Linked DNA regions of Sus scrofa: region 1 is linked to region 2. Evidence: chromatin contacts called from public Hi-C data. All regions are on one chromosome and are shown on one strand. Each heading gives the region's core, a stretch centred on a gene start, on an enhancer-like site or on the middle of the called end of the contact. The rest is flanking DNA. Distances are from core to core; before and after follow the strand shown. Region 1 holds the start of CRP (C-reactive protein, pentraxin-related). Region 2 overlaps LOC110260311 (a long non-coding RNA gene).

The links. Hi-C and Micro-C count contacts between places; a contact is called where the count stands out from the background.
Region 1: a contact with region 2 is called in a Hi-C map of liver, with 2.8 times the contacts expected there. The contact joins the promoter of CRP here to the enhancer-like site in region 2. A contact is called at or near these places in 1 of 5 promoter capture datasets (liver), 5 of 47 Hi-C or Micro-C datasets (liver and skeletal muscle) and 1 of 2 datasets of contacts at active chromatin or transcription factors (skeletal muscle).

The regions. Positions count from the first base shown.
Region 1 is chr4:90,780,600-90,784,795 of Sscrofa11.1, forward strand. CRP (C-reactive protein, pentraxin-related) reads left to right here and starts at 2,142. Exons shown (of 2, transcript XM_003355107.4): 1 at 2,142-2,406; 2 at 2,651-4,196. The coding sequence starts at 2,343. The coding sequence ends at 3,264.
Region 2 is chr4:90,747,558-90,751,647 of Sscrofa11.1, forward strand. It overlaps LOC110260311 (a long non-coding RNA gene), which reads left to right. Exons shown (of 4, transcript XR_002343382.1): 3 at 1-130. Among named protein-coding and RNA genes, the nearest start is that of DUSP23, 27 kb to the left of the region's middle. Within about 2 kb of position 1,289, at least 8 of the 83 cell types and tissues checked have an H3K27ac peak or open chromatin away from gene starts, as enhancers often do. A contact at or near this core is called in liver, where this site is marked.

The DNA.
Region 1 (4,196 bases), core at 892-3,391, 34 kb after region 2:
ACTCAAACAATGTTCTTGGAGGCTCTGCCATCTCTCAGCTCCACTTGAGAATCAAGGCTGGAGAGAGGTGGAAGGCAGGACCACTTGTTTTAGGCATAGGGCTTTAAAATTATTTCACTTTTTAAAAAAGCTCTGTGCAGCTGTTCAAGAGGAAGTTGTGAACCATATTGAGTTTTGTTGCTGAGAAACTGAACCAAAAATCAATGATCGAATTTGACACGAGAAAGGTTTTTGTTTACATTGGTTTCACCGGAGTGGCAGAGGCCAGAGTCTGGTTTGCTTGGACTGAGGAGAGAACGGGAGATGGGAAAATGGATATTGTCAGTACACATAACGCTTTCCAGAAGTTTTGCTGTAAATGAGGGCAGAACAAAAATGGACCATAGCAGAAGGAGATGAGGAGTCTTAGGATCCCTCCCTCCTTTCACTCTTTCCCCCCTTCTTTCCTCCCTTTTTCTTCTCATTAAAGATTAAACATATTCTAGTGTATTTGTTTGCTGGGGGGAATAATTGAATAAAGATGAGGTATTTAATGATCTAGAAGATAGAATACCTGCAGGAGCAAAATTCCCTGAGTGATCAAGAACGTCTGGGATCCTTTGCAGAAGTGCAAGGGTTGGCCCTAGATATACACAGGGACCATTCATCCCCTGTTATGGGAAGGAGGCAGAATATGTGAGTAAAGTGCAGAAAGATTGGTACACTTGGAGTGGGAGGATGTGTAAGGTTATCAGCTAGCCTTTATAATAGGAAGATCAAATTAATGTTCGAGTAGGTGGTCTAGAGCCGTTATAGCGGTTCCAGAACCAATTATCCAGGCTCCATCTATCTGCCAGCTTCAGCGTGCATCTTACCCACGGTGGTCAAAGGTGATATTCTAGCTCCTATCATCATGCCTCACACCAGGCAAAGGGAAGGGAGAAGTGGAAGGTAGAGCAGATGCCTTCACTTTAAAGGGCACAACCTGGAAATCATCCCTCTTACTTCTGTTCATATCTCACTGGCCAGAACATACTCACATTCTCATTCCCAGCTGCAAGGGAGGCTGGGAAATTCATTGGCTAGGTGACCATGTGCCCAACCACCAATGCCACTCTTACTGTAGGAGAAGTGGAGAATGGACACTGGGGAGCTAGAAGCCCCTGCTACAAAAGGTATGGTCATTCTTCTCTGATGACTTCTATTTCTCAATAAAGAAAAAGTGAATGCTGGGAGTTCCCATCGTGGCTCAGTGGAAACAAATCTGACTAGTATCTGTGAGGATGTAGGTTCAATCCCTGGCCTCACTCAGTGGGTTAAGGATCCAGTGTTTCTGTGAGCTGTGGTGTAGGTTGCAGGTGCAGCTCAGATCCCGATTTGCTGTGGCTGTGGCTGTGGCCAGTGGCTGCAGCTCTGATTTGGTCCCTAGCCTGGGAACCTCCGAGGGTGTGGCCCTCAAAAGACAAAAAAATAAAATAAAAAAAATTTTGAATGCTGAGTATAAGAATGGATGAGATTTGGGGGTAAGAAGAGAGGAGGAGAAAAATAATCATCCTGAAGGGTGATTTCAGTAGGGAACGGTACTAAGATTGCCAGGCATCATGGAGAAACTACTTGAATTTTGTGAATAAAGGAAATGGCAGGGTCAGATCATCCTGACACCTCCCTAAACCCTGACATATTGAGAAAATATGAAGACACATTGGCATATGGTATATTTGTGATCAAGCACATGTTTCACTGCACCAGAGATTTCTTAAAAATTAAATTCAATGCGCTAAGAAAAATTTGTCCTTGGCTCAGAAAATGGCATGTTTGTTTTCAGCATTTCCCAATCTGTCAACTAGAGGCCTCTGTAAAGGGTGAGCCATGATGGTCAGCTCCAGAGGCTCTTCGCTTTCTTCCAGAAAACCCAATGACCCAATGACTTGGGCTGAAGAAGGTGCTAGAGTTGCAGCTATCATGTGCAATCAGATGGCTATTCTTCTACTAAGATAAGATTTTCCATTATTTCACAGGATAGACAGCCAAAGTGGAGTCCTTGGAGAGCTTCTTCATTTCTCCTGTCACAGAGGTGACTCAGTAGTCACAGGAGTTTGTAATAAATAACCCACATCGATTTCTCTGTTCTGGAACTATGTTGCTTCCCTTCCTCCCAGAGCCCTGACACTGCGAGAAGCAGAATTGGAAGTCATTTACATAGTGGCACAGACGCTTCTACTGCCTTGGGTATAAATCCAGGCAGGATGGGGCAAGTCTTGAGAGGAGGGATCTAGGACTTCTAGTCCCTGAGCTTTCAACCAAAGGCATCTTCTCCAAGGGGGTGAATCCATATTCTGTTACCACTGGCAGCAGAGAGTGACATGGAGAAGCAGTTGTGGTGTTTCCTGGTCTTGATCAGCTTCTCCAATGCTTTTGGCCAGTCAGGTAGGGGCTACCTGGGGCTATGCCAGCGATTTGATCTGAACGATGAAGGTGAAGTCAGAGGAACATCCAGCCTAGACGAGTGTGTGTGTGTGTGTGTGTGTGTGTGTGTGTGTGTGTGTGTGTGTGTGCGCGCGCATAACTGAGGAACAATCAGTCTATTTCTCAAGCCCAAATTCTATATGTAAGGAATAGATCTTTGTGATTTGAGAAATTTCTCCTCTCTCTTCTGTTTTCCATCTCACAGACTTGCATAAGAAGGCCTTTGTGTTTCCCCAAGAGTCGGATAATTCCTACGTGTCCCTGAAAGCGCAGTTAAAGAAGCCACTCAAGGCCTTTACCGTGTGTCTCCATATCTACTCAGAACTGGCCTCAACCCGTGGGTACAGCGTTTTCTCTTATGCCACCAAAAAACAACCTAACGAGATCCTCATATTTTGGTCTAAGGGCAGAGGATATATTCTTGGAGTGCGTGGGACTGAGGTATTATTCAAGAGTCCTGAAAACACCGCAGCTCCGACACACATCTGTGCCAGCTGGGAGTCCGCCTCTGGGATTGCAGAGTTCTGGGTGGACGGGAAGCCCAAGGTGAGGAAGAGCCTGGAGAAGGGAGCCTCCGTGGAGGCAGAGGCAAGCATTATCCTGGGGCAGGAGCAGGACACATTCGCTGGGGAGTATGAGAAGAACCAGTGTTTGGTGGGGGACATTGGAGATGTGAACATGTGGGACTATGTGTTGTCACCAGAGGAGATTAGCACTGTCTATGCTGGTGGGACCTTCAGTCCTAATGTCCTTAACTGGCGGGCGCTGAGTTATGAAATGAGTGGCGAGGTGTATGTCAAGCCCCAGCTGTGGCCCTGAGGCCATGCCGCTGTGGTCCTGGAGGTGTTTCCTGACAGTTGCACTCTGTGGTTCTAGACTGGCCCCAGCCCCTGTACACACACTGCAAGCCAGCTCTGTGAACACAGGCTCTCACATCCCTGCTCTACCCTCCTCAGTGCCAGAGAGGGCATTCAAGTGTCTGGCTTGGGAGGCTGTGAACTACATTGAGAAGTTTTGGTTTTGGTTTTTGGTTTTTACAGCAGGATCAGAATTGCAGGTGTGTTTGGTTCTGTTATTGCTATTTTTTTTTTAAGTTGAAAAAATCTTAGAGACAATACCTTTCCTTCATGTAGATGAGAAAATTGGGACCCAGAAAGGAGAACTGATTTTTTTTTTTTTTAAAGTCACAAGGAGAATCTTTCTCTGAGTTGAGAAAGGTGTGCTGTCTTCTACCTAATTTCCTACCCAAGACTTCCTAGAAAGTAGGAGGGACTTGCCCTTCCATCTCAGAGTTATGACATTGGGCCAGGTCTTTGGAAATGGGAACTCCTAAAAAAGACAAAAGACAAAAAGGAAAAAAAAAAAAAAGAAATGGGAAACCTAGCAATACTGTACATTCTTCCCATTTCTCAAAGTACCCCAGAAAGGCAATCAGAATGGCCCTAGTAGAGAAGACCTATCTATTTCCCTAGACAAAGTGGAGCATTTAGATGTAGCTACCGTAATTATTAGTGCCAAGGTCTTACAGAGCCATGTTTTTTGTTTGCTCACAGTGATTTCTTAATTTTGTGGTTCTTTCGGGAAACTCTTCTCAAACTCCACCTTTTCCCCAACATACCCAGGCCACAGAGTGGCTGTGACCCACGCTATCCTAATAGAGTAGCCCCAATCCTATTTGGAGATTGGGGGGGATGATTGTATGTTCCTGGAAGGACCAATTTTAGTCTTCCCAGGATTGTTTTATGAACTTT
Region 2 (4,090 bases), core at 39-2,538:
CTTGGCTCTGGAACATGATAATCCTCATCAGGACCAATCCTGATCCAATACAGTCCATCTCATTGAGCACCCAATTAAACAAGAGAACTGTGGAAAGAGTTGTCAATTTCATGCCATCATCCAGCATCTGGTAAGATTCTCAGGGTCTTATTGATCATGGGGTTGCTTTGACATAAGAGTTCAAAGAATGCCTGAACAGAAAAAAGCTTTTATAATCAACGGGCAATAATTGTTATTCCTTCCAGTTGCTGAGTTAGCTATGCCTTCATAAATTGTAACATAATGTTCCAAGTTTTATTGAGTTCCTGTGGTGTCCTGAAATTGGGGTCAGTCCACCTCTCCAAAGAAGACCAGGCATGTTCCTGTGATGCAGGATATTTGCTGGAGAGTTCATGGGTGATCATTTCTACTGCTTCTTCCTCATTCTAAGAGTGAACAAAAGTCACTTTCCCCACAGAGCCTAGATTTTTGCAGTAACATTACCTATGTGAAATCCCAACTTATCTCAATAGGAGATTATTAAAGAAGGAGAATTTCCCATCCAAGATAACTAGTCCAGATCAAGGTCCTTGGTTGGGAAGCAAAACTTAATATTTGATCCCAACAAAGCTCTGGAGTTTGTCTTGCAGATTTGCGGAGGGTATATAACCATGAATAATTTCTTGGTCAAATGAAACCAGGATGAATTCCTCACCATTTGCTGGGGCTATGTTGAAGCACCTGCCAATTCAGATAGGATGGGCTCTCCAATATCAATGCTTTTAGATCATTGTTCTTGAGAATTCACATTAAGCTGATTTCTAAAATTATACTTGACTCTGACAGATGAGTTGATGAGTCAATGTCCTCTTCCAGAGTTCATGATGATTCTAAGGGCATGTTATCAACCACATTTCTAACCAAAAATCTAGCAATTTTAGGTGTGGCTCCTAAAGTAGATGATGTCCTCAGGGTCACAGTGTACCCTGCACTTGTAGCTGCTTTTTGAGCTGTAGGGTTTGGTGGGGCTGGGACTGCTGACCTCAGGAAGGATTTGGGATGGTGCTTGGCAATCCCATGACACGTCAGTTGTTCTTTCCCATCATCCGTCTGGCATCGATTGGCTCAAAAACAGAGCACAATTCCCGGTTGATGTTGAAATTCTCTGTTGTCCTTTGAAATCCTAAGTAATGATTTCCTCCTATTGTGTAACTCAAGAAGTTTGATACAGTGTTATGTTTGGCACTTTGTTTCTGGACAGCTCTCTTTACAGAGGCCAACTATAGGTGTCCTCGAGTTGCTAGAGTGACAGTCAGTGCTGGATGATGCAACAGCGGCCGCAAGTCAAGAGTCTGTGTGGCAATAAAACACATCCTGTAGGAACAGAGGCAGAGATAAGCAGGGGCCATTCTAAGAGGGATGCAGCAACAACTCAAATATCTATCACTCAGACAATCAAGGTCATAGGGAGCAGAGTAGGAACACCAAGAAAACAGTCCCTGATAAACCAAGGCCATAATTGGAAGTGTTTCTGGCGATGTGAAGGAGGACTTTGGAGGCCTCCTGGGTGAGATAAGGCAAGCAATCAACATGTCAAGGTAATTTGTTAGCAGTTCTGGCTTTGGGTCGAGGTGTGTAAACCTGCCCACTGTGATGTATGAAGCCTGTTAACCCGAGGGGACTTGGCCATAGAAGGACAATAGCAGAGCAGATCCTGCTTGGAACTGACAAGAGGGGCCACCTGTACCTGTCAATGTAACATCTGTAACAATGTAACATCTGTCCCAGTGAAGGCAGACCCTGATTACAAACCACACACACACACACACACACACACACACACAGAGCAGTAACAAAACCAACTAGTGTCAGTGAGGATACAGGTTCAATCCCTGGTCTCGCCTAGTGAGTTAAAGATCTTGCATTGCTGTGAGCTATGGTGTGGGTTGTAGATGTGGCTGGGATCCCATGTTGCTGTGGCTGTGGTATAGGCTGGCAGCTGCCGCTCCAATTCACCCCCTAGCCTAGGAACCTCATATGCTGCAGGTGCAGCCTTAAAAAAGGAAAAAATAAAAGAAAACCAAAAAAACAAAAAAAACCCACTTATAAAGATAGAGAGGTTGCCATGCCCCCCCACCCCCACCCCATAGAGGACAGCAGGGTGTTTCCCATCTTTCCCTGATCTTACCGAGTTGTTCTTATGGATTGATGCTCCCAGAAAACTGCAAAGTGGGAGTTCCCTGGTGGCTCAGTAGGTTAAGGATTCAGCATTGTCATTGCTGTGGCTCTGGTTGCTATTGTAGCAAAGGTTCCATCCCTGCCTGAGAACCTCTGCGTGCCCCCAGCACGGCCAAAAAAAAAAAAAAAAAAAAAAAGCTGCAAAATGATTATAAAGGCTTTAGTGAAATTTTCTCAGTGTAGCCCAAACACTAATTATAACTGTCTCAACTCACACTAACTGTATATGCCCCTCACCACCTCACTGAGCCCACATAGATTATATACCGCTCACCACATGGTTAATCTCACACCCGACTCTACATTTCTCACTGATCCACTAAGCTCACACTAACCATACATACCCTTCACCATCTCAGCGATTCGACCCCTACCCTGCCCTGTGCCCGGATGAGCTTGCACAAGCCAGCTCACTGACATCACATGGATTATAGATTGTTGTGAAAGCACTTGCTTTCTGCCCGCTCAATACCTATTTTCCCATTTTTCCTGGAAATAAGCCCTGGCTTTATTCACGGTGATGCTGTAGGCAGCCAGGAGAGTACACTTCTCAGCCTCCCTTACAGTTATGTTGGGTTATGTCTCTAGGTCTGGCCCAAGAGACTTTAAACACAACTTGTTGGGTGGGATTCCTGGGATGGTTTCTTGAAAGGGGACAGAATGCTGGGGCATAATCTTTTGCCCATTGTATTTGGGTCTGTGTTCCTACAGCTGGATGTCATTCTTACCCACACAACCCCTCGCCATTCTTCTGAGTTCACGCTGACTATGCATATACTTACCGTCCCCCTTGGCCAGTGTGCATTTTGCATATTATCATTTGACCATGATGTTGCATAAGTGGAACAACTGTCTTCTTTTTTTTGTTAATGCCCAGATGAGTCTCTGCATTTTCCTTTCGAGTTATTAGTTGTATAAAGCAGAGTGGACCAGAATCTCTGCAGTACATAAATCCTTCTATAAATGTTAATGGGGAGAGGCTAAGCCAGTTCAGCACAGTTGTGCACAGAAACCAATAGTTGGGTGGTGCTGAGAGATTGGAGATTAACAGTGCATCTTCCTCTGGGTCAGCCCCACATCATGTCATAGCATTACTCCTGCATCACAGAGGATAGGGTGGTATCCTCGAGGGCAGACTTTACAATCTCCTAGTGTAAAGCTGAATCACACCTGCTACACTTACCAAAGGGTTACATTTGAAAAAAAAAATCTTATTAATTTCTTTACCTTGCCTTGTACCTTCACCCCAAATAATCAGAAGAAACAAAACTTGAAATACGGGAGTTCCCATTGTGGCTCAGCGGGTTAAGAACCCAACATAATATCAGAGAGGATGCAGGTTTGATCCTTGACCTGGCTCAGTGGGTTAAGAATTTGGCATTGCCACAAACTGTGGTGTAGGTCACAGATGTAGCTCGGATCTGGTTTTGCTGTGGCTGTGGCGTAGGTCTACAGCTGCAGCTCTGATTCAACACTTAGCCTGGGAACTTTCAAATGCTGCAAGTGCAGCTGTAAAGAGGAAAAAAACCCCAACCAACCAACCAAACAAAAAAACTCTTGAATTAAGATACTGTAACTGGAAAGCGGGCAGTGGAAAGATGGGCTTGAGGGCTTGAACCAGTGCTGCTTCCTAAAGGGAAACGATGTGAATGGTGCCCCCTGGAGGGTGCAGATCAGTGGCCCTGGTTCGTTCCCACCTCTACCATCTACCTCAGCTGCCATCAGAGTCCTTGGGGATTGGCTGTGGCGAAACCCTTGCTCTGGTTCTGTTCCTCCTCATTCTTTTGGCAGAAAGCCCCTCCCCAGGCTTTAGCTGGTGGAGCGGGGGCGGAAGTCCTCTAAGTAGATACATATTCAGGTAAATGATTTTTCT